Linked DNA regions of Mus musculus: regions 2, 3 and 4 are each linked to region 1. The links are chromatin contacts, called in public Hi-C, HiChIP or PLAC-seq and promoter capture Hi-C maps. All regions are on one chromosome and are shown on one strand. Each heading gives the region's core, a stretch centred on a gene start, on an enhancer-like site or on the middle of the called end of the contact. The rest is flanking DNA. Distances are from core to core; before and after follow the strand shown. Region 1 holds the start of Pqlc3 (PQ loop repeat containing). Region 2 overlaps Greb1 (gene regulated by estrogen in breast cancer protein). Region 3 holds the start of Kcnf1 (potassium voltage-gated channel, subfamily F, member 1). Region 4 has its middle 15 kb from the start of Gm36495.

Evidence for each region. Promoter capture Hi-C pulls out the DNA fragments that hold promoters and counts their contacts. Hi-C and Micro-C count contacts between places; a contact is called where the count stands out from the background. HiChIP or PLAC-seq counts read pairs in DNA pulled down with a chosen protein or histone mark.
Region 2: a Hi-C map of uterus shows a contact between it and region 1, with 2.9 times the contacts expected there. The contact joins the enhancer-like site here to the promoter of Pqlc3 in region 1. A contact is called at or near these places in 4 of 39 promoter capture datasets (cranial neural crest, embryonic stem cells, liver and 1 more), 1 of 484 Hi-C or Micro-C datasets (uterus), 3 of 115 datasets of contacts at active chromatin or transcription factors (embryonic stem cells, neural tube and stem cell-derived neural progenitor cells) and 1 of 9 other capture datasets (adipose tissue).
Region 3: a contact with region 1 is called in a promoter capture Hi-C map of embryonic stem cells. The contact joins the promoter of Kcnf1 here to the promoter of Pqlc3 in region 1. A contact is called at or near these places in 4 of 39 promoter capture datasets (cranial neural crest, embryonic stem cells, stem cell-derived epiblast-like cells and 1 more), 1 of 15 datasets of contacts at CTCF or cohesin (hippocampal excitatory neurons), 1 of 484 Hi-C or Micro-C datasets (embryonic stem cells), 2 of 115 datasets of contacts at active chromatin or transcription factors (embryonic forebrain and forebrain) and 1 of 9 other capture datasets (adipose tissue).
Region 4: a FOXA1 HiChIP or PLAC-seq map of pancreatic cancer cells shows a contact between it and region 1. The contact joins the enhancer-like site here to the promoter of Pqlc3 in region 1. A contact is called at or near these places in 1 of 39 promoter capture datasets (cranial neural crest), 1 of 484 Hi-C or Micro-C datasets (granulocyte-monocyte progenitors), 5 of 115 datasets of contacts at active chromatin or transcription factors (bone marrow-derived macrophages, embryonic heart, embryonic stem cells and 2 more) and 2 of 9 other capture datasets (adipose tissue and liver).

What each region holds. Positions count from the first base shown.
Region 1 is chr12:16,996,015-17,003,941 of GRCm38.p6, reverse strand. It overlaps Pqlc3 (PQ loop repeat containing), which reads left to right and starts at 3,824. Exons shown (of 7, transcript NM_172574.2): 1 at 3,824-4,129; 2 at 6,086-6,168; 3 at 6,239-6,308. The coding sequence starts at 3,987.
Region 2 is chr12:16,757,510-16,765,436 of GRCm38.p6, reverse strand. Greb1 (gene regulated by estrogen in breast cancer protein) reads left to right here. Exons shown (of 35, transcript NM_015764.4): 2 at 5,904-5,985. Among named protein-coding and RNA genes, the nearest start is that of Greb1, 39 kb to the left of the region's middle. Within about 2 kb of position 4,981, at least 19 of the 459 cell types and tissues checked have an H3K27ac peak or open chromatin away from gene starts, as enhancers often do. A contact at or near this core is called in uterus, where this site is marked.
Region 3 is chr12:17,172,792-17,180,718 of GRCm38.p6, reverse strand. Kcnf1 (potassium voltage-gated channel, subfamily F, member 1) reads left to right here and starts at 3,831. Exons shown (of 1, transcript NM_201531.4): 1 at 3,831-7,927. The coding sequence starts at 4,501. The coding sequence ends at 6,018.
Region 4 is chr12:16,861,603-16,869,529 of GRCm38.p6, reverse strand. No RefSeq gene overlaps it. Among named protein-coding and RNA genes, the nearest start is that of Gm36495, 15 kb to the right of the region's middle. Within about 2 kb of position 3,424, at least 53 of the 459 cell types and tissues checked have an H3K27ac peak or open chromatin away from gene starts, as enhancers often do. A contact at or near this core is called in bone marrow-derived macrophages, liver and pancreatic cancer cells, where this site is marked.

The DNA.
Region 1 (7,927 bases), core at 2,575-5,074:
ACCCTTCTACAGCTGAGTGGGCTCATCTAACTACATATGGGGTCTGTGGAAGTAAGTGTTATGGACACACGATGACTGAAAATTAATTCAAAGTCAGCACAGAACTACCCCAGGTTGTCTGCCCGTGCTGCCCAGGGTTTTACCATGTGACTTCACTGCAGCGGTGGCTCTGAACACACAGTGTGCATGTTTTGTACTTAGCAGGCTTTTACACCACACAACCTCAAGAGATGCTGCCTGAAACACTATACACAAGCACATACATGCACACATGTGCACACATACATACACATGTGTGCACACACATGCACACACACATAGTTGCTGCTTGTGATGGTTTGTATATCCTTGGACCAGGGAGTAGCACCATCTGAAGGTGTGGCCTTGTTGGAATAGGTGTGACCTGGTTGGAATGGGTGTGTCACTGTGGATGTGGGTATAAGATCCTCACCCTAGTTGCCTGGAAGTCAGTCCTCCACTAGTAGCCTTTGGATGAAGACATAGAACTCTCAGCTCTGCCTGTGCCATGCCTGCCTGGATGCTGCCATGCTCCCACTTTGATGATAATGGACTGAACCTCTGAAACTGTAAGCTAGCCCCAATTAAATGTTGTTTATTTATAAGACTTGCCTTGGTCATGGTGTATGTTCACAGCAGTAAAACCCTAACTAAGACAGAGTTAGGGTTAATGTTAATGTTCTTTATTCTTTTTTTATATGGGTACATTGTAGCTGTCTCAGACACACCAGAAGAGGGCATCAGATCCCATTACAGATGGTTGTGAGCCATCATGTGGTTGCTGAGATTTGAACTCAGGACCTCTGGAAGAGCAGTCAGTGCTCTTAACCCCTGAGCCATCTCTCCAGTCCTTCAAGTTTCATTTTTTAAAAATGAATTTGGGTTGCAATTAGAAAAGCTCCCAACAATTTTAAATGTCCTTAAATGTGCTGTGTCATTTTATATTACTTACTTATATAAAAGGGAATTCTGTGTATTGAGGATTATAAAATCAAAATGTCAGGGGACTGGAGAGACGGCTCAGGGGTGAAGAGTCCTGGTAGGTCTTCCGGAGGACTAGAGTTTCGTTCCTGGCATCCACAGAGTGGCTCATGATTATAACCCCAGTTCCAGTGAGTCCAGTGTCCTCTCCTGGCCTCTGTGGGCACCAGGCATGTATGAGGTGCACAAACTTATATACAGGAAAGCAACCACATACATAAAATAAAAATAGATTTTTAAAAACTTAAAAATAAAAATTTCAGTCAACTCTGAAAAATGTTGAAAATGTACTATTTTCTGTCCTATCATATACTCAGCCAAGATTTAATTTATTATATAAAAATGACACCACCATCTCGGTATGCATATCTGCTTTTATTGTTGTAATAAATTGTTAAGTGTAAACCAAAGAACTATTTTTTTAAAAAAAGTATTTAATTTGTTATCTGCAAGTGTTCTATTTGTACACATTTTTTTTAAGTTCAAGGATTTTTTTTTTTAATTTGAGTTTGAGAAAAACAGGGCAGGCAAACTATAAATCTTGGAAAAGGAAACCATGCCCTTTGTTTACTCAGTAGCCACATGGCAGACAAGCAGCCGGTGTGGTGAGGGGAGCGTGCGGAGCCTCTGGGAAGTAAGGGAACAAAAGCATCTGGGAACGCATCCTTCAGCAAGAGACAGAGATAGAAAAGACACAGGACAGGTGTCCAGGCTGGCTCTGCAAGCTATGCCCGGTCACATGGTGTTCATGGCTCTATATCCAGGGTCGAATAGAACTTTCTCAGTTGAGATGGGCTGTGAGTGGAACGAGTTTAAGAAGTCCTGGTGTGGGGCAAACACCTTTGTTGCCAGTATCGGGGCTGGGCACAGCCCACTGGCCAGTAGCTTATGTGCAGCATAAGTGTGGACATGGCTAGCCTACAGATTTAGGGGATTGTTTGCGTACATGCGATGTGAGATCCTTTTATGTTAGCATTTACCCTCAAAATGGAGCAATTGCAACTTTGTAAAATGGAGTCACTGGGGCAAAGCTGCTTGCTTACACAATATGGAGTAACTCAGCAGAACTGGCTGGCTGGGATCCCCATTCTTGTCTACTTTTCTTAGGAGCAGAATTGTCTACTGATGAGCAACATAGCTAAAATATGGGCTCAAGTGTGTGTGTGCGCACACTTGATGAAGACTGGAGGCAGGAAGGCAGGTGTGCTGGTTTACAGCACAGAATTAGTGTTCTGCCTCATAACCTAGTGATCTCCAGAGGTAGGGAAAATGACACCCCCCCCCCCCGTTCCAGTCTCGCGCCTAAAGGGTGTCCAGGTTTCCTCCCCGCTGTGTTGTTTCTCCTGCGGAGATATACAGAGGTGCCAACTCTCCCCAGGTAGGGCTCCAATAGCCCAAAGAATCAATCCCATCATGTGCAGCTTTGGTCGACAATGCATCTATTGGGATTGTTAACTGGACTGCAAGTGATACAGGCACTGCACCACCCAGCATGGGTGATGACTCAGGAAAGAAAACTGCATCACTGACTGCAGTCAGGTTGTCAGCCTCCCTCCCCCTCCCCCAAAGCTACTGTTTACAGTTTATAAGCACTACAGGAGAGGGACCTCATGACACTCCCACTACACTCACCTTCCAAGGGTGTGCTATGGGCCCTGAGCTCTCCAGCCAGCGATCAGTTGCCCTCATATGAGAGAGAGCATGGACCCAACCGAGGGGAAACAGCAGCAACATCCCCTATCAATAGTCATCTACCAACTCCTTTGAGGACCTGAATTAGATCCCCAGAATCCACCTTAAAAAGGGAAAGTGGGGGGGGGGCGGTACACAGTCCTGGAGGAATGACACTTGAGGTTGTCCATTTGTTTACACAAGCACTCAATCACAGACTCGCACACATGCCAACAACAACAAAACCTAATAAAAATAAAAAGAGGAGGGAAGGTTGGAAAGAGTGGGCTCTCAGAGGGTACGATGGAACAAGCTTGTAATCCCAGCATTTGCCAAAAGAAGGTAGGAAAAAGCCAACATGGGTCGCGTGATCCTGTCTCAAACCACAAGGTCAACGGCCTGGTGCAGTGGCACACACTAGAAATCTTAGCACTTGGAAAGCGGAAGCAGGTGGATCCGAGGTTGAAGGCTGGCTTAGGCCACACACACACACACACACACACACACACACACACACACACACACACACACAGAGGGAGAGAGAAAGAGAGAGGGAGAGAGAGAGAGTTAGTTAGTTAGTTAGTTAGTTAGTTAGTTAGTTAGTTCAAGGCCAATTTGCATGAGAAAACAGGAAAATGAGCCTATGGGTGAATGTCCTGGTGTGTGTGTGTGTGTCCTGGTGTGTGTGTGTGTGTGTGTGTGTGTGTGTGTGTGTGTGTGTGTGTGTGTGTGTGTGTGTGTGTGTGTGTGTGTGTAGGCCCTGGGCCCACCTAACCCCGGAGAAGGCTAGTCTGTTCGGGCGTTTCCACTCTGCGAGGAGGAGCACCCTTGGGTGGAACCCGGAAAGTGAATCAGCAGTTGGCAGTGCCTGACAGGGCAGGGCAGAACCACCGCCCTGGGGTCTGGAAGGACCGGGAGCAGAGCAGACTCCAGGCAGTGCGCACACAGGGCAGGACAGAACCACCGCCCTGGAGTCTGGAAGGACCGGGAGCACAGCAGACACAGGGCAGGGAGCATCCCGAGCCAAGCCAACTCCGAGCTGGGTGCGCTAGGAGCGGAGCAGACTGGGGCGGGGTGCGCTCCGAGCGGAGCAGACTCTGGGCGGGGCGCACGGGCGCGGAACAGACTAAAGGGGTAGGGAGCATCTTGAGTGGAGCAGACTCGGGGCGGAGCGCACTTGCTGCACAGCAGCTCGGGGCGTGATCAGGGCGGGACCCGGCCGGCGGCAAGGCGGAAGGACTTTTTGGACTTTGAGCCTCCGGTTCTCACCTATAAGATCCTGAACCCCCCTGGCCCGGCACGTCCGAGATTGCAGAATGGAGGCCGGACTGCTATGGTTCTGCAACTGGAGCACGCTGGGCGTCTGCGCCGCACTCAAGCTGCCGCAGATTTACGCGCAGCTGGCGGCGCGCAGCGCGCGGGGCATCAGCCTCCCTAGTTTACTTTTGGAGCTGGCGGGGTAAGGTCCCGGGAGGCCTGCGAGGAATTGGGAGTCCGGGAAACCAAGGGTTAACTCGGGGGCTCGGGGCTAGGAGGTGCTTACCCGGGGCGCTCCCACCCACCTCCCCTGCTTCTTCCCAAATTCCACGATTTGCCTGAGCATGCCCATTTTACAAATTCAGCGAAGATGGGGAACTTGAGTAGACGTTTGAAAATTGAGCTGGGGTCCAACGGGTAGGGATGGCCTGTGACTGCTGCAGGAGCCAAGTTCTCAATAGCCTTGGCTATGTAGTAGAGTAAGGGGCAAAGTTGTAAAACTTTGGTTGGAAAAAGCAAACGGAAAACACACCCCTAAGTCCTGTGATCTTGCACCAGGCTGAGCCCTCTCGGTTTGACACTAGCCTCACCCCACGGTCACCCATTGGTCCTGTGTCCATTCAGTGGGGCGCGCCCATCTATAGAGTTGGGGAAGGGGTGCGGTGCTTCAAGGTGTACCTTTCCAGGGACGCTTGATGGTAGGCGGGGCTCTGAAGGGTCTCTGGCCCGTAAGGCTGCACAGTACAAGAGTATGTGAATTTCAGAGAAGGGAGAAGGCTGTCAGGGTGAGAGGTAAGGCAACAGACAGACTGGAGGATGCAAAAGTGACAGTCTGGCTGTGGCAGAGGATGCGGGTGTGAAGTCAGGAGAGCTATTTGACCTCTGGTTTGCTAAATTCTTCATAGGCATCTGAAGCTGAGGCTTCAGGATGCAGGACTGAATAGAAAGCTCAGGGATGCCTACAGAGTGCCAGCCCAACGTCTCCTATTCTGCTTGTAGCTAACTCTTTGCTGCCTGGCTTTAAATTCGTAAACTCAACCAGAGATGGTCTCAAATCCAACAGCTGACTCCAGTAGAAAACAGCTCTGGCCATGGAATGTTCCCCGGGATCTGGAAGGGTCTTGCAGTAGGTCGTGCTGTAAATAGCAGGCTCTTTCTGGAACTCCCAAAGGCCTCCCTTTCTCCCTTTGAGGCAGTAGGTGGGCTTAGCAGGGTTAAGACCAGTTCTGTGGCCAGAAGGCACGAATATGATCCACCATTGAAATCTACTAGTTATTTATCCCTACTTCCGCCAGACTACAATGGTTCCTAGTTCCTGAGAACTTTCTGAAGGTCCTTCTGGGGCCCCTACAGGCAAATCCTCAAGCAGCTTTATTGGTAAAGTTGTTTTAATCCAGAGGCAGGAACAATAGGGATAGGACGGCAATCTACCTGGATCCTGTCGGTCTACATTCTGACTCCTCCTTCCCTTCTTTAGCTCCCTTCCCCCTCCTTCTCCCTCCATGAGTAGGGTGGTCACTACAATTCTGCTTCCCTCCTGGGCCTTGCTTGCCTGTCTGCCTGCCCCTCACCAGCCAGATGGTCTCTGAGGCATCAGGAAGACACTAAAGGACACCACTGTCAAACCAGCTTTCATACACCAGAGGCGATTCCTTGGGGGCATAGGCCCTCCTCTGATTTCAAGCTCAAACTCTAAAATCATGACTTGAGGGAACTGGATCTTGGCCAGAGCCTACTTTAATGACACCAGAGACTCCATGCCTGGCTGATGATTGCTTTAGAGAAACCTGAAAAACAGAGTTACTTATGCACCATCCCCAGGGCACAGGGGTCCCCCTAAAAGCATAACCAGAACTAGGGCAACATCTCCTGGTGAGACTCTAACCCTTGTGTCCTCACATGGCCTTGGCTTTTGGACCTTAGTTTTCCCAAGTGATGGTGTGATGTGGAAGGCAGTGTAGGTAACCCTGAAGGTTGACCTTCAAGGACTATTGGATACAACATATGGGGCTCTGGCAATATTCCTGAAGGTCTGTCCTCAGGTCAATCACACATATGATGAAGACCACATAGGCTAGTGTTGGGTAAATATGCCAGTGTCTGGAGTCTGGGGAGGTCAGGCACAGGGTGGGCTGTGAATATATGCATCTCTCTGCAGGTTCCTGGTCTTCCTTCGTTATCAGCATTACTATGGGAACCCACTGCTCACCTATCTGGAATACCCCATTCTCATCGCACAAGGTAACTGGCCCTCTAGTCCCCAGCCTTCCCACCTGCTGCCCTGCCCATCTCACAGAGCCTCTCGTTTCAGACATTGTCCTCCTGCTCTTCGTCTTTCATTTCAATGGGAACGTGAAGCAAGCCTTACCCTACATGGCCGTGTATCCTTCCTGCATATGAGCTGGAGATAGAGATGGAGGGCCTAAGGAAGGAGGCTCAGTTGTGGCATACAGAGGCTCTGGATTCTGTCCTCAGCATGGAGAAAGAATCACAAATTCTAGTCTTGACATATACCTTAGGTTAGTACAGTTGCTGCCAGAGGTATCCCCATAACAGGATGCTCCACTGCCCTCCAAGACCCAGTAGGATATAGATTTGCTGTGTCCCTGCTGAACATGAGAACTGTGCAGTTACCCTGCTAAGAGCAACACGCTCCATCTGTGCTTATCTTGGGCACTCCTTCCTTCTGAGAGCATGTCCCCAGGGGATTAATACCATGTGTGCCTGGCACCAAGTCCCATGCAGGATGCACCTGGCAGGTGCCTCTCAGTGGATAAGCACTGGCCAGATGGGTTCCACTAACCACACACCTATGCAAAACTGTAATTTAGAGGCTGAGTCTTGTCATGTGGGTGGCTGTGTTGGTTTGGAGGCTTACAGTACAGATGGCCAGCCAGCAGACGGTGCCACTCAGTGGAATCTTCTAGGTAAAGGGTGAGATTTCATGTCAGATTTAGTTCACTTTTCTTGAATTTCATACTCTTTAAAAGGCCAAGAAAATGTTTGCATGGTAGTGGCAGTCAGTTAACCCTGCTGCCGCCATGATATGGCCACACACCCATTTAACAGTGACAGGCCCAAGGGCTTGGGCAAATCTTGACCAGAAGCTGTCTCCGATTGCCGTTAGACCCCTGGCTAAGATCCCCCTCCCTCCATAGAAAGAGGGAGAACATCGCTGTGGTCCACTTCTGTTCTGAGATCATTTCCAAGGGGGTGCTGCCTTCATCTCCCCCTGTAGCTGAGGCTGACCTTAAACTCCACATCTTTCTTCAAATGCTAGGACTACAGGCTTGAGCCACTGCACTATGCATAGAGAATGCCTTAGTAAACCGAGAACAGCTGGATGCTGGCCATTGCTGCCTCCTGCCATAGACCCGTCTTTAGTATAATCTCTTCACCTACTTAGTGTGACCATTGTTTTTCGTCACCTTTGCCTTTCTTCTGTATGCTGACAGCATGTGGGAGGTGGACAAGGCAAGGGAGGAAACCCAAGGCAAAGTAGTGGGAAGTGACGTGTTCTTCCCAGTCACTGCTACTCAGGCCACGGGCCTCCAACCCTCATAGCTTTGTCCCTTTGCTCTGGTTGGGTCCCTCTGTTTCATGAAGCCACTGAGTTCCTGCACAGGCCAGATGGGAAGTGGTTCCTCCTTACCTACTACTGCGCACCCCAACTAGTGTGCTTTTACAACAGTTAGTGAGAAAGGGGTGAGGATTCAGTAAAAAGCTCACACACAGCACTCCCGTTTGGCAGAACACCTCTCCTTTGCAAGGCTGGACCTTTTTTCTAAGTGCTTACTTTTGACAATGCCTTAGAGATGTCTTTCCATGGTCAGAAAACCAGCAGCCAGGGAAGTCTGGAGAGACTCTGTGGTTAAGAGCACCGGCTGCTCTTCCAAATGACCCCGGTTCACTTTCCAGCACTCACATGGCAGCTCACAACTGTTTGTAACTCTACTTCCAGGGGATCCAGCATTCTCACACAGACACACATGTAGGCAAA
Region 2 (7,927 bases), core at 3,732-6,231, 240 kb after region 1:
GAGATGTTCTGGACAGGCTGAGGCTGCTTTCAGCTAGACCAGACCTAGCAGACCTAGCGGTGTCACCCAGAGACCACAGTGATTAAGTGCTAGGGCAGGCAGAGGGCTCTGAGGCTCTGGAGGGCAAAGCCACAGTGAGAGCAGGCAGTCATCCTGCTTGCCAGGAATGCCTGGAGTGAAAGCTCAGTCTGCCACAGCTCTGGTGTAAACAGAATGGAGACAGGGCCGTGCCTGGTCTCTCAAGATGAAACTGAACAAGAGAGAAGGTGAGGAGACCATGGTTTGGGAGTGTAACGGGTTCATCTCGCGCCTCCTCCTTGGGTGGCCTTGTGTGAACCCTCTTGGGATTATGTGGTGATGGAGTGAGGTGATGTGTGACACCCAGGTGGGCGTGTCCTGTTTGGGCAGTCTTTGTGTTATGCTCATGAGCTGGAAAGAGCCACCTCTGCAGGCTCACAAACTGTCCTCACCCACAGTGCTGCGAGAGGCCTGTCTGAACATCCTCTTCTTCCAGAAGGGTCAGCGCGACCTCCAAGTCTGGGATGGGTTTGGCCTTGGTCTGTTTGGTCTTATCGTGGCTTCCCATGTCCTGCTTTCCAAAACACATCACTCATCTCCTCGGTCAAGGGCTGAACAGACGCTGGACTCCAAGGCCACCTGTGTCAGACAGCACTGCCCACTCCTCTATCTTGAGCCCTGTCTGTATTAGCATAGAAAGTGCCCAGCTGAATGCCCTTGGGAATTGAAGTTGCCAGTGCTTTGTCAGCAGAACGAATTGCGTAGGGCTTCTGGAAAAGCAGTTGTTTTCTGGTATGGGGTCTTCCTTTTATCCTTTGCCCTACTCCTCCTTCTGGTCTGGAGTAGGAAGCAGTCTCTTGTCTGCAAATAGCTGAAGGAGCTTTGGTCACTGAAGTCATTGCAAGACAGACCTCGGAGGTCAAGCCACCAGTGCTGGGTTTTCAGTCCATGCAACCTGACCTGCCTACCCATAAGGGAGTGTTTCCCTACACTCAGTCTAACAGCACACTAAGGATTTAGTGCTGCCCACTTTAACAAGTGTGTAAGGTGTGTTCTTGCTTCATGTGTATTTCCTTTTAGAAATGACAGCCTCTCTTGAGTTCCATGAGCCTTTGGTCAAGACTCCTGCCAATTGTACGTACACAGACTCCTGCTTCTTGTGATGAGATGAGGTCATCACTCTTGGGGGTCCCGCCCCTCCTGGGGCTTCACAATGTTGAAAGAATCTTGTGAAACTTGAGTGGGAGGTAGAGCTAGGGCATTGGTGAACAGCATGTCTCTTGGCCTGACTGGAGTTCCTGGTTTGTGGGATGACAGAAACAGAATAGGGGTAATTGGTGAGACTGATGCTCCAAGGAAATAGGCAGGCTGGTCCAGGACTGTGTCCCCAGTCCCAAGTGCTAAAGCCTACTACCTCTATTGTTCTGTGGTACAACATCCCAAACTGCTGTAGGGGCAACCAGTCCTTCTAGCCTGTGACTTCCCTTCCCCTTAGCTTTTATGAAGGCTAATCTCCTTTGTGCAAATAACTGTGGAGCCAACATACAATCTCAAGATCAGTTGTCTGGGGTTGTGAAATCATTTCTTTAACCAGGTATATAGCACAGGGAAGTGGTGCAGAGAGGTTGTGTTGGAAAAGTCTGGATCTTGCTGCATTTGTTGGGCAAGGGTCCTGAATTAAGGTTTTTGCTCTGTGTCTGAAAACGATGTTACAGAAATCCCGGTGGGCACTGTTCTGATAGGATGCAGGTTTGTAGCTTTGCATCAACTCCAAATTCACACACACAGAAGTTCCTTATGGGAGATACTTTCCTAATGTATTGCAGATGACAACTTACAAAGTACACACATCCTAGCTGAAAGCAGTGAATTCCTGGAATTCAGTGCTGTATTCTCTGCCTCTGATGTAATACTGTTTCCTATTATAAGACTGAGGGACTTGAACTGGATAGTGGTTTTCAGCCCTTTGCTGTCCGAAAAATCTACAGAGAAAATTTAAATGTATGGAGTTTGAATGTCCTGGGAGAAATCTGGACTGTGAATACTTGTGTGAACTGATATATGTATGCCAAGGTTCATTTTCCTAGCCAGGGATGTAGCTCAGTGGCAGAGTGCTTGCCTAGTACATCCAAGACTCTGGGTTCAATCCCCAGCATCATCAATAAGTCTATAATAAAGTTTTCTTACTTAGAATTGGGTTAATAGAGATGCATGAGACCCCAGCTCTTAGGAGGCTGACACAGGAGGATGGTAAGTTAGAAGCCAGCTTGGGTTATATGGTGAGTTTTAGCCTAGTCCCTTCTACAGAGTGGGTTCTGATTTCAACAGGCGAGCAGCAACAATAAAATAGTCAAAACAAAAAAGTCAAAACAAACAAACAAACAAAGTATCAAAAAGTAAGGTTAAATACCCATCTTATAAGGTCATTAAGAAGATCAAATGAGGAGAGAGTCACTTGCCTGTGTGCACATGTTTGTCCTGAAAGAGTAGTCAGAAAGAGCAGGTGAGATGGCTAAGTGATTGAGGGCACTGGCTGCTCCTGGGCTCAGTTCCTGGCACAAGGTGGCTCATAACCCTCCGACACTCCAGTTCCAGGGAATATGATGCCTTCTTCTGAGGGCATTGCATGCACATGGTATGTATATATATGTTTATATGTATATATGTGTGTATGCATGCAAGTGTATGTATGTATATATGTATATGTGTGTGTAATGCACACATATATATACATATCACACACACACAAATATATATATGCACCATATATATATACCCATACACCATACACACACACACACACACACACACATACACACACACATATATATATATATATATATATATATATATATATATATGCATGTATGTGTATGTATGTATGTGTGTGTAATGCACACATATATCATATATACATATCACACACACACATATATATACCCATACAATATATATGTATATATGTACACACATATGTGTATATATATATATATATATATATATATATATATACACACCGTGTGTGTGTATGTGTGTGTATGTGTGTGTGTATGTGTGTGTACAGGCAAAATATGCATGTACATAAATCTTATAAAAACAAGAAGGACTTCCATAAACTTTGCAGAAGCCATTCAGTAATTAAGTGGAATGAAGGATTAGTTTCCATCACTCCCTAGAAACCACGTAAAAAGCCGGGTGTTGTGTTGCATGTCTTAATCCTAGTCTTGCTACTGTGAGATGGAAGACAGAGACAGGAGACTGACAGGAGGCTTGTGGACAGGATGGTCTGCAGAACGCGGCATGGCAGATACAAGAGAGACCTCAAGAAGGTGTGAGTCCAGAGCCAGCTCCTGAAAGCTGACCTTTGGCCTCCATAGGACCTGGTCCCCAGGGAGCTGTGATAACCACATGCCTCTCTCTAGTAAAGAAATAAATATTTATTTATGTGTGTGTGTGTGTGTGTGTGTGTGTGTGTGTATGTGTATGTGTGTATGTGTGTGTGTTTTGTTTAAAGGAAAGAGATGGTATTTTCAGCTCTAGCCTAGATCTACTGAAACAGAATTTTAACAAGACACCTCAGGTATTCCTACATGTATTAAAATTGACCTTTGCAAACCAGAAAAAAAAATCAGGTTAAGTCCATGTTAAATGAAGTCTAAGCTGAGAATGAAATAAGTTACATTGAAAACCATGTAACACACAAGAAGGAAAACAAGGGACAAATAAGACATAAAATCCAGGCTGGGCGCTGTGGCGCATGGCTTTTAGCCCCGCACTGGGGAGGCAGAGGCAGGTGGAGCTCTGTGGGTTCAAGGCCAGCCTGGTCTACAGAATGAGTTCTAGGACAGCCAAGGCTACATAGGAAGATCCTGTCTTAAAAATATTAGGATAAAGTTCAGGTTCTTGATTACTTGGGATGATGGAATATATATATATATATATATATATATATATATATGCAAAACACTCAGACACAGAAAACATGTTTTAAAAATTGCTTGTGGTCATTTGCATAAGCAAAACCAAGTAACGACAGAGGATACAAATTAGGAAGAAGAACTAAAAGTGCCTATAATTTTGCTTCGCTAACATACCTTGTTCACATTTTAGTGTACTTCCTTCCAGCTTTTCCCCTATATATTAATGAACAAGAGAGCATGGTGGTACTTGGAGGGGGAGGATCAGGAGTTTGAGGTCAGCTTTTGCCATATGGTGAGTCTGAGGCTAGCCTGAGCTACTAAGATGCGTCTCAGACAAACAACTGACAATTATAGAATGTGCTAAAGATGTGAGGGCTGCAGCTTCTCACCTGAGCGCATGCTCTTCCCTGCTACCGTTCACGGATCTCACTATTTGAATAGCTCACCTTAGACGTGTAGAAGCCAACCATAGTAATGAGTTAATGCTAGCAAGAATAATGTGGAAAACGTTAATTTTTTTCCCCTGCAAAGTTTTGGCAGGGATCTGATATTCAGGATCATTCATTGCTTTCTTGTTTTTGTTTTCCTCGCTCCCTTACTGGAGAATCTCCTCAGAGACCCTCATGTTATTTATGTGTGCTCTATGTTGGGGGATGGGTAGGATCTCTTGCAAGGAATTCTGTTACTGAGAAATTGTGGTGCGCTCAGTGGGGACTGGGAGGTCTCTGAAAATTATACTCATGGTCAGTTGTAGCCAGAGACATAAAAGTGTTCATGGTTTCCTTGACTGGGACCTGCCTGTGTCTCAAGGGCAGAGTTCATAACATTGTTGCTTTGAGCAAAAGCCACTGAATTCTTATCTCTCCTTAAGCTGTTGTTGGAAGATCCACCGCAAACTGTATCAGTGGGGGGAAAAAAACCTCAAAACAACACAACAACAAAACTGTAGCAGCTGGGTCATCCTGACCTAGAACTGCCTGGAATGTTTCTAATTGTGGCAGCTGGCAGTGCAGAGTCACCTAGGCAGCCAGAGCCTCTTCAGTGTAAGTTCGTAATCAGACTCATTGTTTCACAGCTAGGGATACATGCCCGAGCCTGTCTGGCTCTGTAGGAGGAGGGAGATGTGCATCTTCCAAGCAGTGAGCTGGGTCCATCCTTACCGGCATTAGTGGGTACCAAGGCTGTCATGTTACTGATGCTGGAGAGCTGGTGGGACAGGGGTGTGGCTTATGTGTTTCTGTGTGGATTGCCTTTGCAGGGCGTCTAGGACATGACACGGTTCATCAAAGATTTGGTAGGATGTCACTATCTTTTAAAACTCTTCAGCTCAACGGTCTTCTAGGCGTATTTTAGACCTCATTTTGCTGAGAAAATGAAGGCTCTGGGGAGTGGCCACTCATCCCCATTATATATCAGATACCCCTAAATGTTTGCCTGAGGGAGAGTGAGTGAGCAACGACACTAGTGGAAGGAAAAGACCTTGAGAGAGACTGGCTGATATGGACCCAGAGTGAGTCCCCACAGTTCAAAGGTTTCTTCGCCTCCCAAAGACCCAGTTTTTAAGTTCTAGGTTCAAAAGACAGGAGGTGGGGGTTGAACGTAGGCAAACAGCACAAGACAGATGAGGAAGTATGTTTATGACTGACAGAGGGATTTATAATCTTCATTTTAAATAATGCCAGGGACTGGAGAGATGGCTCAGTGGTTCAAAGCAATGGCTTCTCTTGCAGAACATGCAAGTTTGATTCCCATCACCCACGTGATGGCTCACAGCCATCTGTAGCTCCAGTGCCAGGGGATTCAATCCTCTCTCCTGGCCAGAATGGGCACCAGGTACACACACGTGGTACACACACATACATGCAGGCAAACTACTCGTACACCTAAAAGAAATTAACCTTTAAGAAAAGGACAAATACTGCCAGCAACCACTGCTAAGTGCGTCATTCTACTTAATCCCCACAGAGCTCCCATAAAGCATCATTATCTTCATGTACTTCCAAGGAGGTCGGAGGGCAGAGGCATGGGATCTGCCACGGGTCACAAGGTAACAGTGGGTGAGAAGGATGGGCCTGGAACCCAGGCACAGATGTCCCAAAGCTTCCCTGGAGACTATTTTCCTGTAACCTATGCCAGGGATAGACATTTCACTGTGAGGTCTGAACTTTTATTTTGTATTTGACGGAGGAAAGAGACCAAGTGAGAAGGGCTTTCTTTTGTAGAACCAAACCTCAAGTATGGGTCCTGCTTCCAGAAGAGAGTCATTGCAGAGAGCCAGGCAGGTGGGGAAAGCTCCGAGTTAGGGTAGGAATGTGTGGGTGGAGTTTATGTGGAGTCCTTGTTTGATTGTTTGTTTGTTTTTGTTATTGTTGCTTTTGTTGTTATAGCCAACACCAGCATTTTGTCATCCTGGCCTTCCATTTGTTCTTCACATAGATGCATAAAATCAGAAACTTTTAAGTTTGTTTTTTTTGTTGTTGTTTTTTGTTTTTTTGTTTTTGTTTTTTTCTAGTACCTCATATCTGTCAGACTGGCCTTGAACTTGCTACATAGCATCAAAGATGACTTTGAACTCCTCACCCTCCTGCCTCTTGGGTGCTGGGATCATGGGCGTATAACTATACTTGACTTCTGCCGTGCTGGGGCTTGAACCTAAACTCTGTGCATGCCAGACAAGCATTCTACCTGTATCTCATTGCAAGAATACAGATATGATTTCTTACTCCAAGTGGGGGGGGGGGATACAGATATAGTTGTTTAGGCTATGACGTAGGTGTTCTTAAAAATCATTGCGTCACGGGAGACTGTGATAACAACCTACGCTTAAGGATACAAGTCATTAGCGGCACATTTTGAAAAGAGATAAAATACTGATAAAATACTGATAAAATACTGATAAAATACTGATAAAAAGGGTAGTGTGTCTTACACATGTGAAAATGGTTAACAAAACAAACAAACAAACAAACAAACAAACAAAACAAAACAACCCACAAACCCCACAGTGAATACAAACTGCTACCTTGAAGGGCATAGGTAAATTTGATGAAGTCATACAGGTGCAGGTAGCCACTGGAAGTAGCCTGTGTTTCTGTGGTTTAGAGGAAGAAAGGAGCTGTAGAAATCTGTGGAAAGTTCTAATACCCCATGTGCAGGGCAGATTTTATATCTATATACTCGCTGGAGTAGTTGGTGGGTCTTGAAGTGTGTCAGTGCATGTATGGTTTGTGTGTTTCTAGGTAGCTCAGCCCAGCTAGGTGCTGTGTAGATTCACTTGCTTCGTATTGCCCATTTAAAAGCTTAAAAACAAACAAACAAACAAACAAACAAACAAACAGATTGGGTCATCTTGAATCTATCAGTCTGTCTATCTCTCTATCTCTCTATCTCTCTATCTATCTATCTATCTATCTATCTATCTATCTATCTATCTATCTATCTATCTATCTATCTATCTCATCTATCTATCATCTATCCACCCACCCATCCACCCATCCACCCACCCACTCATCTATTTATTTTGAACAGGCACATATTCATGCCTTTGTGAGATCGACATAGTGACTACATGTTCTGCTCTCAAAGCATTTAGTCTGTGTGCTTGGCTGTCTCCCCTAACATGGATGAATCTGCAGGAGAATGTACATGTGTCCATCCCATGCCAATCAAAGTGCCTGGGAATAAAATAGATCTATGCAAATGCTTGGCCCCTGAGCTCCAGCCTCACAGGACAAAGAGTTTTTGGAAGAGCTTATTTGCAATGCATGCCTTTCACTGGGAAAGAAGGAGAAAAGGAAGTGGCCCATGCCTTTGTAAGATCTACATCATGAGTTCCAGTCCGGGCTACCGAGTGAGACTGTGTCTCAAAAAGAATTTGTTTTATTGTAATTTATTAGCGCGCGCGTGTGTGTGTGTGTGTGTGTGTGTGTGTGTGTGTGTGTGTGTGTCTGTGTCTGTGTCTGTGTCTGTGTCTCTGTGTGTGTTGGAGG
Region 3 (7,927 bases), core at 2,582-5,081, 180 kb before region 1:
GGGATGGGATGACTTAGTCAGTAAAGTGCTTGCTGCACAACCTTGAGGATCTGAGTTCAATCCCAAAACCCTTGCCAAAATTCCTACTATGGTGGTGTATGCCTGTGATCCTAGTTCCAGGGAGGCCAAGACAAGCAGGATCTGGGGACTCCATGACCAGCCAATCTATCCTAATCAGTGAGTCAAGGCAGTGAGAGACATTGTTGCAGAGAGGGAGAGAGGGAGAGAGGGAGAGAGAGAGGGAGGGAGAGAGGGAGGGAGAGAGAGAGAGAAGGAGAGAGAGGGAGAGAGAGAGAGAGAGGGAGAGAGAGAGAGAGAGGGGGAGAGAGGGAGAGAGGGAGAGAGGGAGAAAGGGAGGGAGAGAGATGGAAAGAGGGAGGGAAGGAGAGAGGGAGGGAGGGAGGGAGGGAGGGAGAGAGGGAGAGGGGGAGGGAGGGAGAGGGGGAGAGGGGGAGAGAGGGAGAGAGAGAGAGAGAGGTGGGTCCAGTTCCTAGAGCAATACTACCCAGGGCTGACATCTGACCTCCACATGCATGTGCAAACATGTGTGTGTGCTCTCACACACGCGTATCCCATGTACATATACATGGACACATATACACAGGTATGTGTTGTGAGTTATTTCTTAATAAAGCTGTTAAGATCAAAAAGTGCTAAGACACTTAGCTCCTCCCTGGCACTAGCCACATTTTAAAATGCTCAGAAGCCAGGTGGCCAGTGACTTCTGTTTGGGTCCTAGTAGGGGAAACTGTCAGCCCCACCTGAGTTTCAGTGGGCAGTTGAAGGCTGGCCAGGCAGCTGGAGCCCACCAAATCTGGCCCAATACCCAGCCCCTCCTATTCCTGATAAGACTGAACCTTGCACTTGATGCTGAGCAAGTGCTGCAAGGAGAGCCACTTTATCCACCATGCAAGTTATTGTTATTGTTGACTCTACAAGCCAGGATCATCAGGGAAGAAGGGACCTCAACTGAGAAAATGTCTCCACCAGGTTAACCTGTAGGCAAGTCTGCAGGGACTTTTTATTATTATTATTAATCGTTATTAGTGTAGAAGGGCCCAGTCCACTGTGGGTTGTGTAAAAAGGAACCTGAGGAAGCCATGGAGAGCAAGCCATTGAGCAGCATTCTTCCATGGCCTCTGCTATGGCATCTGTGACCACAAAGCCTGAGAAGAGACTTGTCCCTGCAGGGCTAGTCCACTCTCCAGTGGGGATGACCAACTCAGTCCCAGGCTCTAACCTACCCTCCCCCTAAGTAAATCCTCACAGCATTGGCATATTTGGCCAAATTGGCGTAGGACAGGTATTTCCCCTGCCCTAAATCATCCCAGTCCCAGATACCAAAACAATGGAGACCGCCCTTAAACAGAGCCTGTCAGGACTCCGGCTTTCTAGGCCTAAGTTCTTGCTTCTGCCATGCCTAGATTTCCCTCTGGAGACCCCAAGGAAGGCTCCCACTTTCTTCTTGTTCCCAGCCCTGTTTGGTCAAGCCTGTAGTTGTCCTGCCTGTGCCCTTTTCTTGGGGTTTCCTGGAGAATAATTTTAACACCTAACCTCTTCCGTGCTGGAGAGGTGTCTACAGATCTTACATGCTTAAAACACCCCCACACAGTGATGGTACCTGGGGTGGTGGCTGAGGTTCCATCAGCACTGTGATATCAAACCACGGGAACACTGTGGACAGTGTCAGCTTTGTCTGTTTTTGAGACAAGGTGCATTGTACCCCAGGCCAGCTTCAATTTCACTATGCAGCCAAGGATAGCCTTGGACCCCTAATCCTCCTGTCTCTACCATATCCAATTTTTATGCATCACTTTTGGGGGAATTCAGGAAGCATCACCCCATAATTCTTCCCTCTCTTGTTATGCCCTAACTATACTTATTATATATCTATCTATATGTATATGTAGATATATATCTATGTGTATTATATATATGTGTGTATTATATATGTGTATATATAAATATACATATCTATCTATCTCTCCAGTAGATTATGAATTCTATGCTTACCTAGGGTGGGTGTGGCATGTATACATGCACAGAACCTCAGTAAATATTTGAACATGTGAGCAAGGATGGCTTTTTTAAGCCCATAAAGCTCAGACTTAGATGCTCTTTGCACTGGACTCTGCTGGTATGTAGAAGAACAGGACAGGGCAAGGAGCACTAGCACAGACAATATGGACCCAAGGGTGTGGAGATGGTGGGCTGGTTGCCTACCAAGGAAAGGGGCCTTGGAGCCTAGCAGACTAAATCCCAAGTGCAGTGGGTGATGGTGGCAGTTACTTGATACCTTATTTTCTCAGAGAGCAGCTGGTAACTGAGTAAAAATATATATATATATGTATGTATGTATATGTATATATACATATACACACACACATATATATACACATATGTGTATATATACATATACACACATATAATGTATATATATTTACACACACACACACACACATGGCACCCAGAGTGCTAGGGGTACAGTGCTCTTATATTAGTGTTCACTGTTATTGCCATTCAACCTTTCTCATCCTCAATTTCCTATTCAGAGTAACACACCATGGAGAGGTGCTAAATGGAAATAAAATCAAAATTGTTAAAATATTTCCCTAATAAAAATTTGTGTACTGTATTCTACTGCATCTGACTTTTATATCACCCCATTAAAGAAAATACTGCTAGTGGCCCAGTATACCAGTTTCATGATTCATAAACAGGCATGGTCTTGAGCGGCTAAGAAATCCAGCTTACAGAACACATTTTAATGGTCTTTTTCAACAAGCAGTTTTAGAGTCACAGAAAATTTGTACAGAAAAATGCAGTTTCCCAGACCCTTGTCTCTACAGCTTCCCCCACAATCAGTACCCCCTCCCTCTACTGTCAACATCCCTGTAGGAGTGAAATGCTTGTCACAGTGGAGGAAATTCCAGGAATGGAGCATCTGTCATTACCCACATGGCCAAAGTGTCCTTTAGGACCCCCTCTTGCTTTTGTGCATCCTGTGGGTTTTGACAAGTGTGAATGACATGTTTGCCACCACACAATCAAACAGAATAGCTTAACTGTCCTATTCACCCCTCTTACTGGCTCTTCCTGTTCATCTCTCCAACTGTGTGTGTGTGTGTGTGTGTGTGTGTGTGTGTGTGTGTGTGTCAGTGTGTGTGTGTATGAGAGAATCCCTAGCCTAGGATAGCTTCCACCTCTAGAGGATAACCTTGAACTTCTGACCTTGCCCTCCTTTCCTAAGTGAGGGAAAGCTTGGATCATAGACCTCACCCCCACCTCACCCCCACCCCCACATCCCAAGCCCAGTTTATGTGGTACGGGATAACAAACACAGGGCCTTATGCATGCTAGGCAAAGGACTCTACCAAACTGAGCTACATCTCGGCCCAGCTTATGTTTTTAAATCCAATTCCAGGCCATAGCTAGATCCAGGGTTGATAACCCCGATGGTCAAGAACCTGGATTTGAACCAGAGATGTTCTCTGCCTCAGGAAAGATGAGAGGGAATATAGGGGCATCCAACTGGAAGAACTGATTTCTCTCAAAGTAGAGGGGGTTATGGGCACAGGGGTCATAGGAATCCAAGGCTCTGGGAGCTAATGGTGATGATGTTGTCCTGCTGGAAGCTAGCAGCTAGGCTAGCAGGAGAACCCTGGGTGAAGTGATGGCTAAGCTTTCCTCCCTTTTCATCTTGTGACCTGAAGCAATTTCCTCTTTATTGTGAAGGCTGGGACAAGTTGTGGTACAAGGTCACACCACCACCAGCAGGGCAGTGCTTAGGAGTGTCAAGGACTTATCCAGGGCCTACCGAAGCCTAGGACAGAAGGAGTGTGCCCAAGGAGTGCGCGGCTGCCCCTTGAGGGACTTGGTAAGCAACAGAGGTTCTCTTTCCTCTCTCACCTAGCTGGGCAGGAGGGATTTGGCAGCCTGAGCCGGGCTGGCCTTAAAGCTCTGGATCTTAACCTCTGAGCCCTCAGACTCAGCGGGTGGCGCCGGTGGCAGGGCGGCGGCAGCTGTGCAGGTCTGCCCAAGGGTTAACTCATTCCTGGGCAGCTGCAGCGCGTGCGGTGCGAAATCTCACCAGAAGAGGGTACAGTAGCAAAGCGTTTGACGTCAGGCTGGAATTCCTATTGTGTTTCGGACCCGCTCCGGCAAAGCCACTCCAAGTTAGCTCTCTATACAGCCCGGATCGCGCAGCTCTCGGGCTGACCCACCTCTGCCGCTCAACCGGGGAAGGAGGACGCTGCCTACGAGAAGAACCAAGTCCTGTCCCGGACCGAGCTGAAGGAGCCCGTGGGTGAGTGTCACCGGAGGCCACCGGCCGCAGAGTCCCCCGCCAGCGCTCCTGGATGCCCGCGTGCAGCCCCGCCACTGGGTGCATGGCTCCCTTGCGGCGCGCCCCAGCCTGCCTCCGCCCGCTGTGAGTGCCTTTTCCGGCAGGTGGTTGTTGTCCCCTAGGGCCTCGCATTGGCAGCGGCTGCGGCAGGGCTCATGGAACCGGGGCTTGCAAGCGAACCCGCGGGGAGCATGGACGCATCTGCTGAGCAAAGCCTCCCGGAGCCAGGCAGCCAGGACTCCGTGGCAGGCGAAGACATTGAGATCGTGGTAAATGTGGGGGGCGTGCGGCAGGTGCTCTACGGAGACCTGCTCAGCCAGTACCCTGAGACCCGGTTGGCAGAGCTCATCAACTGTTTGGCGGGGGGCTACGACACCATCTTCTCTCTGTGCGACGATTACGATCCGGGCAAGCGCGAATTCTACTTTGACCGGGACCCAGACGCGTTCAAGTGTGTCATTGAGGTATACTATTTCGGGGAGGTCCACATGAAGAAGGGCATTTGCCCCATCTGCTTCAAGAACGAGATGGACTTCTGGAAGGTGGACCTCAAATTCCTGGATGACTGTTGCAAGAGCCATCTGAGCGAGAAGCGCGAGGAGCTGGAGGAGATCGCGCGCAGGGTGCAGCTCATCTTGGACGACCTGGGTGTTGACGCTGCTGAGGGCCGCTGGCGCCGCTGCCAGAAGTGTGTCTGGAAGTTCCTAGAGAAGCCGGAGTCTTCATGCCCTGCGCGGGTGGTGGCGGTTCTATCCTTCCTGCTCATCCTTGTCTCCTCCGTGGTCATGTGCATGGGTACCATACCCGAGCTGCAAGTGGTGGACTCCGAAGGCAACCGCGTGGAGCACCCAACGCTGGAGAACGTAGAGACGGCTTGCATCGGCTGGTTCACTCTGGAGTACCTGCTGCGCCTCTTCTCATCGCCCAACAAGCTTCACTTTGCCCTGTCCTTCATGAACATCGTGGATGTGCTGGCCATTCTCCCCTTCTATGTGAGCCTCACACTCACGCACCTGGGCGCAAGAATGATGGAGCTGACCAACGTACAGCAGGCAGTGCAGGCCCTGAGGATCATGCGCATCGCACGCATCTTCAAACTGGCCCGCCACTCCTCCGGCCTGCAGACCCTCACCTACGCCCTCAAGCGCAGTTTCAAGGAACTGGGGCTATTGCTTATGTATCTGGCCGTGGGCATCTTCGTCTTTTCCGCACTGGGCTACACCATGGAGCAGAGCCATCCTGAAACTCTGTTCAAGAGCATCCCCCAGTCCTTCTGGTGGGCTATCATCACCATGACCACAGTGGGCTATGGTGACATCTACCCCAAGACCACTCTGGGCAAGCTCAACGCAGCCATCAGCTTCTTGTGTGGGGTAATTGCCATTGCCCTGCCCATTCACCCCATCATTAACAACTTTGTCAGGTACTACAACAAACAACGTGTCCTGGAGACGGCAGCCAAGCATGAGCTGGAGCTGATGGAGCTCAACTCCAGCAGTGCAGAAGGCAAGCCCGGGGGTTCTCGCAGCGACCTGGACACCCTGCCCCCAGAGCCTGCTGCCAGGGAGGGGCCAAGCTGGGGTAGCCGGCTGAAGCTCTCACACAGCGATACCTTCATTCCCCTGCTGACAGAGGAGAAGCATCATAGGACCCGCCTACAGAGTTGCAAGTGAGAGCTGGACTCCCTGGCAGGGACGGACTGGGCTGTGGATGGACAAACCATTGGGTAGACATGTCAGTAGGCACGTCTGTGGTTTCAGAGGAGCTGCTTGTGTCTTCCAGCCCTCCCCTGAGCAGACCTTTGCCAAGACTGGGTAAGACTCCTTGGGTGCCAGCTGTCCAGGTACAGGGGACCTGGGGAGTGCAGGAGCCACAGGGCCACTTTGGGCTATCAGATGGCCTGGCATGAGCTCACATCTGCTTTTGTGTCCCCCTCAATAAAACCTCCTGTTCAGCATACCCTCCGTGCTGTGGGTTGTCTCAGGCTGGTTACCCCAAGAGTGACTACTGCACACCCTAGTGCCAGGCCAGGAAGGAGGTGTGCAGCTCCAGAGGGAGTGGGGGGTAGCTATTTTTAGTTGAGAGCTAATTAAAGAAGGGCTGCAAGGCAAGGTTCAGCTCCAAGGCGCCTTGCCACATTCCAGGAGACACTCTCCTGCTTCCTTCTGTGGGAAAGCTGGCTCCCTGAGGTTTGGGGAGGAAGGAGAGGTGACAGAGCCCATTGGTGGGGCAGCTAACTCACAGTTATCATCTGTGGAGTAGCCCTTTCCACACCCCCTTTTTCCTTTCCAGCTACTCTGATAGACTGGCACCCCCATTTTACAGGTAAAAAAACTGAGGCTCAGGGTCACAACAGAGGAGAAATTCAACTCTGGTTTTGATTGTTCCCATGTGGTCTCTCCAACAACAGGCTGTATTGGGGCAGAGGCCTTTTGGGAGTCTTACAAGGGAGGGTCCAAATTCCTCAGATATTTGTGTATCAGGGGGACCTCAGAGAATCACAGTTCTTAGTTCAGCTCCTGGCATTAGGATGGCTCAGTCATTTATTGAAGGGGAAGCAGTGAGTTGCACACCTGCCCACTGGGGTCTCTGCTGGTCTGGGCTGGCTGGGCACAAGGGCAGTTAAAGGACGGGCACGACACTATAGTGCTGCTCTTGGCCAAAGGCTAAGCTGGGCCAGTGGGCCTAACCCTTTATGGTTTTCTACCTTCTAGGAGCCGTAGAGCCTTGTTCTTCACCCCAGCACCCTACCCCAGCTGTGGGGGCACCAAGGAAGGAACACTGTGGTGGAGTAGGAGGTAGAGGGTAAAAAGGGAGGGATAGAGGTATCTTCCATCTGCTTCTATTCTGGTTGGCTCTTTTCTCTTCCCTGAGCACAGATTTTCCCAGAAGTATGAGGAGGGCTTATTTTTCAGGGCACCTTCTAAGTCTGCCTCTCCAGAATTTCCAAGGTTTGAGCTTCTGATTCTTATGGCAGTGTTTCTATGAGGAAGGAGGTTGTCATTCGGAGGGAGAAGTCTTAAGAGTCGAGGTTCTATCTTCAGGGTGCAGGCTTACTTCATGGCTTCATTGTTAAGATACTCAGACCTGGGGTAGATGGCCCATGTAGCAGCAACATCAATGGCCATCCTAGGGGACACAGGGATTGCCCCATGTCTGCCCAGCCCTCTCACTTAGGAACCTGAAGGTCTTTAGCACTTCTAGCTGGCTAAGGCACTGGTTCCTCCAAACGTATGCCTCCTCTTCACATTTCTCCAGGCTGACACCAGGTCCTGGAGATATTAAAGGCAGAGGAAGAAGTTGGGGTCTGAGGAAGTAGAGACTCTAGATAAGGGAGGACAGGGACTACCAGGGTATTGTTTGTTCTTGGAGCTCAGGAGATTTGCCGAAAGGTTGGCTTGTCTTTGTTTGTCCCCTCTATGCAGAATCCTTGGGAAGCTAGAATATGGGGTACCATCCTCATAGCCCCAGAGAGTGGGAGAAGCCCAAGATTTACAGAGAGCTGAGTGACCTTGGGACAGAAGGCTATCTTCCTGTTCCCTGACTTCTGGGGTAGTGGTACTGGAGATCGAGGTGGGGAAT
Region 4 (7,927 bases), core at 2,175-4,674, 130 kb after region 1:
TATGTACACTGCTATCTTTTTGAAACAGCATGTTCTCTTGGGGCTTAAATTTATGTAACATAATACCCTATTAGAATTCTAAGAAGGAAAAAAAATTTTAATGGGAATTTCTAGCAACAGCTATGTGGAGGGACAAAGAAAGGTCGCTGTGGGCCAGATCCTGAGTGGCCTTACTGTGACAGTGAACAAGCTTTGACTTGTACAGCCAGCCCCTCCCGGTGGTCTGCAGAGCTTGGGGAATACAGAATCCATTTGCAGGGTGGCTCAAAGATCTCCTAGAAGGAAGTCTTCCCTATTGCAGTGCCCCACCCCCAAATACTGAGAGACAGGAACAGCTATTGAGGCTCAGCTTGCCCAAACCAGGCAGGACACTCGCATTCCAAAGAGAGACAGTGGACTGACTACTGGTGATGCTTTGTCTGAGCCTCGAGGGGTTCGCCACACTCCACACTCCAGGCGTGACATATCCAGGCGAGGCAGTGAGGTTGCACTTGCTCATTCTTCCCAGCCTCGCCTGCCCTCACCTGCCCACCACAGCTTCTAGGACTAGAAGAGAAAACTACCGGTCTTCACAAAACAGACTTTACCTCCAGGGATCTTGCTTCAGACTCATTGGGGAGTTCTGCTTCTAGGAGCACTCCCTCTCCTGGTTACCCTTCCTACCTCCCTGGGCTATTAGTCCCTTCATTGTGAGACATCGTGGCTGTGACCAAAGGAACTGTGTCAAAGTTGAAAATGCTGAGGCATGCTGGGTCTGGATCCAGAACTGTAGCACGAAGAACATGGAGGCACTGAGTGAAGACGGTATTCAATTTTTCTGTCCGCTCTTGCTGACCTATCTATCTTTAGTGAGCCGGCTCTGCAGTACTGCTAATGGGCATCCTCTCTGAGGATCTGGCATCAGAATCCAGCGATTCCCGTGAGGATTCTGAATCTATGCTGTTGTGAGAGTTCCCTGGCACCTTTGAGATCCACCCCCAACACTCAACAATCCCTGCAGCTGTGATCCTATGTAGCTAAGGACATTGTAAAACATCTGATCCCCCTGCCTTTACCTCCCAAACCCTGGCCTTATAAGCATGCCGTCAAGCCAAGCAAAAGATAGGTGCTTTACCAGCTAAACCTTGAGACCCCGCAGCTTCGGATCTTAAAATCGTGCACACTTTTCCTTGCCACCAGCTGCTGATGGGACCTCAGCCTGTCTTTACTGGTTCCAGGTCCCAGCTGGGTTTTTATAAAACGTGAAGCAGTCCTAGTTCTGATCTGATGTAGAATCAGCTGTTTCTGTCAAAAAGATGGTCTAGGAAGGGGTGTGGTGTGATGGACTGCTAAATAGGTATGACATTTCTTTATAGGGTAATGGAAATATTCTGGCTGGGAATAAAATGGGCTGGGAAGATGACTCACTGGGTAAAGTGCTGCTGCACAAGAATGAGGACCTAGTTTGGATCCCCAGGACCCACATAATAGATGGGTGTGGTGGAGTGCACTGAGGGAGTCAGGCCAGAGAGCCAGATCCCAGAGTGCAGGCTGGGCCTGACAATCTAGCTGAAAACAGAGGTAAGTCGCAGGTATAATAGTTTAGTTTTGTCCCCAAAACTAAAACTAAGGTATAGAACAATAGAAGATGCTGAAGTTGACCTCTGGCCTTCACACATGACAGCTCAAGTGAGCACACCATCACATAGGTGCACACACACACACACACACACAGACCTAAAACCACTAGCTGTACACTTGGAGAGGGTACACCTTACCCTACGCGTGTCTCATTTTGCATATTACCTATGAGAAAGCAAAGCAAAACAAAATCAGTGCCAAAATTGAGAAGAAAACCCAGTGAACCTCAGTAGAGTGTGCTTTGTCTCAGAAGCTCTGGTTCGATGCAGGAAGTCTGTCTTCCCCTGGTTCAGAATCTCAGGGTCTCTATTCAAGCGCCCTTAGGAAGCCGTGGGTGGGAAGTGATTTGCAAAGGAATGCAGAGGAGATCAAAGCAGGCACCCAAGTCAGAGATAGGTGGGGACAGAGGCGGGGTGTGGGTGAGGGGGTGGTGGTCCTTGCTAGACTCTTCTCTCCAGAAGTTGTCTCCAGCATGGAACCTCCACTTATGGGAACCCGACTGAGTCCTTTTCCTACCTACCTTGCCTTATGATTTCCTCAGGAGCAGTGTCAATGAGGAGAATCAGGACCTCGACCTTTCTTCAGAGTGACGACTATAGTTGGCTGGCCATTGCAGGCATCTTAGAAGGTTGTGTTTTTAAAACCCTTTGGACAAATAGTCCTGTCTGTGAGACTTTATATTCCCAACACCTGGCATGGCATAACATCCCAAGGAGAATTCATGGCTTCAGAGCCACACCTGGTCCAGGAATTCCTTCTACCTTCTCAGGTTTTTCTTTCTCCCTGACCCCTTTGGCCAAAGCTCTGAAGTACTGTTTGAATTCGCCATTTTTGCCCACATTTTGAATTGTTCATGACAGAGAGAACACTGAAGGAAATGAGAGCTTTTGGCAAGGTAGGAAAAATGTGGCCTGTTGAAAGGCATATTCATTTTCTGGTTAGGCACCTCACCGCCAACTGTCCTGGGGAACTGTATGTACCCCTGCTTTGCTGCTGCGTCACAAACATGACCCCTTTAAACTGTGTTGGGGTCGGAAGCCAGAGAGGCCTTCTGCCTGTGGAGGAGTCATCTCAGGGGTCAGGTGTTTGATGTGTCATGTGTTGAAATGTCCCCCACCCTCTCCCTCTTTATTATTATTTGGCCTGTTAAACAGACAGAATTCATCAAAGATTAGGACTCTGCAGGAGTTTCTGGGTCTGGCGATAAAACACAAATATTTCTCTTTCCAACACCTCCTGAACTTTCAGTCATATATCTCTGGCTGTCATTCCCCTACCCACAAAAATAAACCGAAGCTGTGTTAAGCTGCCCTGCCTCCCTTGGCTTTTTCAAGTCTCCTGTGTCTGAAATAGCTGTGTTTGTTGTAGCAGCACCAGCCTGTGGTTACGTTGTCTGCTGTGATGGATGGCCTCTTCCCCCTCAAAATGGCCACTGTACCTTGTGAGAATGTCCTCCTCGGTGCTCTAATGGGGGAGAGCCTCTGTGGCCTAGGAGAGGTGGGGTCCAGGCTGGCTTTCTCCCGAACAGTAGAACTCGGGAAAGTTTTAAAGCCAGATGAACTTCTATAGATCTGTTAAACACTCAGCCCTGGATGAGCTCTGTGTCTCTTGCTTAAGGGTTTTTTTTTTTTTTTTTGGGGGGGGCAGGTGAAGACTAAATAAGATAATATATAACCGGCCTTTTAATTATATTGATTCATTGTTGTAAGACTCTTTGCTTTGGCAAAAGCTATGTGGTTCTTGACTATGTTCATAGCCTGCTCTCTTTCACCCACCTCAACCTCCTGCTGTGACCTCCTAGAAGAGCTTACAGAGGGAAGTCCAGGGAGGTGGGCCCTTCCCATTTCCTGCCTGAGTACACTTCCTCAACCAGGCCCACGACTTCTCCTATCTTTCTCTGTTAAGTAAACGTCATATGTTTGTGTTCAGCCAGGAGGCTCTGTGACACTGTGGGAGTATAAAAACAAAAGGCTGAGGAGATGCTCTGTGAGGATGTTGCTTTCCATGGAAGTATGAGAATCTGAGTTAGGATCCTGAAGATCCATATAAGAAAGCTGGGTGCCTTAGTGTGCATCTGGATACTCAAAAGTAGGATAGCTAAAGGCAAGAGGATCCCTGAGGCTTTCTGGCCAGCCAGCCTAGCCTATGCACTGAACTCCGGGTTTAGTGAGAGACCATAATATCTCAAAAAAAAAAAAAAAGGTATAGAGAGTGATTGGGCTGAGGAAGATACCCAGTGCTGACCTCTGGCTTTTACATGTACATGCAAACATGTAAATATTCACTCCCTGACCCCAAAGACATATTTCTTACCTTCATATCACATATTCTCCATAGGACATGATAGACCCCCACAGATCTATGTACTGTATGAGTTTAAAATGTTATGGGTTAGAGGAAATGTTTGAAAAGTTCTACATGAGGGAAGTTCTCTAGAGGTAGACCAGTTGTCCATATGAGTCTGTTTTCTCCATACCAGGAGTTAATTGAAATTGGCCTGTGTAAGATAAGAGAGGCATACAATGAAGGATGGAAGATGCTATCCTAAGGTAGAGTTCCTAGGCTCTGAGGTAGTAGGAAATATTACAAGGAGAGCACAGAATGAAGAGTGAAACAAGAAGCAGTCCAAGTAAGAAATAACATCTGCATTCCAGGCATCTGTGATGTAGGTTGTTGGAATACCCACCTTTGTTCCTGTTTTGGTCAGCTCTGGTCCAGGTTAGAATGAGTCTAAGGTTACACAGTGGGATTTACAGGAGAGTAACTGCAGCCACAGTGCAAAGGGAGACACTTGGGAATAGACTTGGAGAGACTTATTTTAAGGAATCGGGGAGATTGAATAGCAGAGAAAACCACCAACAGACCAGGGGCCAGCCTTGATTTTTTTCATAGGTATTGACAAGGGTAGGGGGAAGGGTCTTTGGCTCTAATGTTTTAAAGGCCCATAGTCCTAACAATTGATTATTCTAAAGGGATCTCAAGTGTGGGTCTGCATTTTCTGGCAGCTAAAATGAAGGGAGGAACACACTGAGTTACATACTTTTCTTTTTTTTTTTTTTTCCTGACAAAAGTATGCATACAAATCGATTCGCAAGAGCTCTGGCATTTTCCTGGAATGAAGCTTCTGCTGAAACTTCCTCTATGTGTCCCTGTAAAAAGGACACTGGGTAATGGAACAGCCTGTGGATTCCACCATGGTATTGCAAAAGAGGCACAGACACTCGCTGTCCAAATAGGCAATGCTGTTTAGCATTTACAAAGAGGCAGAGGCTACTGGGAAGATTGCAACTCAAGGCCAGTGTTCTTGCCTGTGTTGTCCCTGGATATTAAGGATAAATACAGAAGATCCCAGCCGAAGCATTGCTTTGCCCACATGGCAGAACCTCAGCAGAGTCCTCCAAGGGGCTCTTCTTGTCAGAGAGCCCATCAATGAGTGAGGATGGTTAGTGTTTTATTTTAGGAAGACAATCAAATATATATATGTACATGCATATACACACATACATAGATGGGAATATGTAGTATATATGTACATATACATATATTTGGATTTCAGGGATTAAACTCAGGTGGCCAGAATTGTGTGGCTCAAGACAGAGGTTTTGGGGGGGGGGGGCGCGAAGGTTCTCTTTTGTTTCTGTCAATGCTCTGCTACTCCAGGCCAGCTAACCAGGAAGCTACTGGGCAACTGTCCTGCCTCTACCTCCCATCTTCCTGTAGGACCGCTGAAATCACAGATATAAGCTACAACATTTCTTTATTTTTAACATGGCTTTTGAGACTCCAACTCTAGTTAATAGGCTTCTTCAGCCAATGTGTTTACTTACTGAGCTTTCTCCCTGGCCCTGACTTTTCTTAACTCAAGTTTTTGGGTTTGTTTGTTCTGTTTTGTTTTTTCTTGAGGCAGGGTTTCACTGTACAGCCTTGGCTGTCTTGAAACTCCCTCTGTAGACCAGGCTGGCTTCATACAAGATCCCTCCTGCCTCTGCCTCCCCAGTGCTGGGATTAAAGGTATGCACCATCACCAACTGGCTCAAGTTTTTCATTTAATAAGATTGTCTTCAAGTTTGTCTTATAATAGTTTTTCAGGATCTTAATAAGAATTAAGTGAGCAAAAAGAACTTTAGCCCGTATGTTTGGGAGATGTTTGGACCAACAGTAACCTTGTTCTTTGTCCAGGGCTTGTTGAAGATCTAAGGTTCTAACATGATCATATATTTCTACCAAAAGGGTGGGGCTCTCATTTTATTGGATCAGGACCCATGCAAATGACTTCATTCCAATTCAATTACCTCTCCAAACCCCATCTCTAAATATAAGATTTCAACTATCAACTCTAGAGGTACACAGTTCACATCCTTCTAATGTTCCTTCCATGAACAGGTTTTGGTATGTATACCATGTTGGTATGAGTCATGAATCCAGTTGGGTGCCACATTTCCTAGGATGGAACAGCTCCGGTACCTGGAATAGATCACTCTTTTCTCATTGACCTACAATGTCATATATCACATTTCTAAATATATAAGGTCTAGGCTTTCCAGCCTGAAGGTTTGTCATTCTGGACCAATTCTCAAAGGAAAGGGCTCTGTCATGGTTCGACTTGGGTATCCACCAGTCCCTACATTCATTCTCCGAAGTCCTAGCCCCGATGCCTCAGAATGTGATCCTAGTGGAAAGCAGAGTGGTTGCAGTGTGATTAGTTCTGATGAAGTGATCCTAGACTAGAGTGGGTTTCCGGTCTGATAGGCTGGATATTCTAAGAAAAGATGAAATTTAGATGCAGACATTGAGTATTCCATGTAGATACAAAGGCAACTACCCACACAAGCCAAGGGCCTCGGGGTGCTGATATAGGTCCTTCCTCCTAACCCTCAATAAAAGCAAGTCTTCTGGTGCTGAGGAGGACTTTAGACTTTTAGCCCCCAGAACAGTGAGGAATGGCATTTCTGGTTTTGTTTGTGTTTTTAGGTTTTAACTTTCTGGGTGGGGGTGGAGGGGGTTCCGGTGTATCCTAGGTTGGCTTTGAACATGTTATAGCTGAGAATGCTCCTGGCTATCTGATCCTCCTGCCTTTAGCGCCTGAGGTTGGACATGGCAGTTGTGTACCACTACAGTCAGTTAAAAGGTACTGACTATTGAGCCCAGAGTGTCTTTCTTCTTGAGAATGACTTATTTATTTTATGCATATAAGTACAATGAAGCTGTATTCAGACACACAAGAAGAGGGCATCTGAACACTTTACAGATGGTTTTGAGCCACCATGTAGTTGCTGGGAATTGAACTCAGGACCTATGGAAGAATAGTCAGTGTTCCTGACCGCTGAGCCAGCCCCCAAAGCCCAGAGTTTCTTGCATGCTAGGCAAGTATTCTACCAATGAGCTATGGCCACAGCCTATACACTCTCTGTCATGAAAAACACCCCATTTGTGGGGTTTTGAGTAAAAGCAGACTGTATGACCTCCTCTCTGCCTTTTCACTTAAATCTTTAAGATTTGTTTTATATTTGTGTGTTTTCAATGTATCTGGCAGGTGTGTGCAGTTGCCCTTGGTGGCCAGAATAGGATGTGGGATCCTGTAGAGCTGGAGTCATTGTCAGCTGCTGCTTGACATGGGTGACATGGGTGCTAGGCCCTCTAAAAGAGAAGTGCAGGGTTTCTAACAACGAGCTATCTCTCCAGGCTCCCAATTTTATTTTATAACTCTGTGTGTGTGTGTGTGTGTGTGTGTGTCTGTCTGTCTGTCTGTCTGTCTGTCTGTCTGACTGACTGTCTGACTGTGTGATGTAGATGCCCATGAGTGTAGGTACCTATGGAGGTCAAAAGAGGGTACCTGATATTTTTTTTGGAGCTGGAGTTGTAGGCATTTGTAAGACATCTGACTTTAGTGTCAGTACTGGCAACCAAACCTGAGTATGTACTGGGTACCAAGCCCAGGTTCTTTGAAGAGCAGTATCCAGTTCCTGCTTTGTCACTTTTAATTTCTCCATCCTCATCTCTCCTCATTTGCAAATCTCTACGAGCATAGGTCAGTGAGTTAAGATATGTGCTTGTTGTCTGGACTGATGCTGCTTTTTAGTACAGTCAACTGTGTCCTTCTAGCTCACAGTTACTAAGGAGTTCAGAACAGTGAAGCTGAGTGTGTTGGCTTTTCCCTGTAATCCTAGCCTTGAGGCGGCAATGCAGAATAATCACAAATGTGAGGGCTTGGGCTGCATAGTAAGCTCCAGGCCAGTATAGGCTGTAAGACTCTGTCTCTCACAAAATAACAGGACCGAGGAAATGTCTCAGCAGACAAAGGCACCTG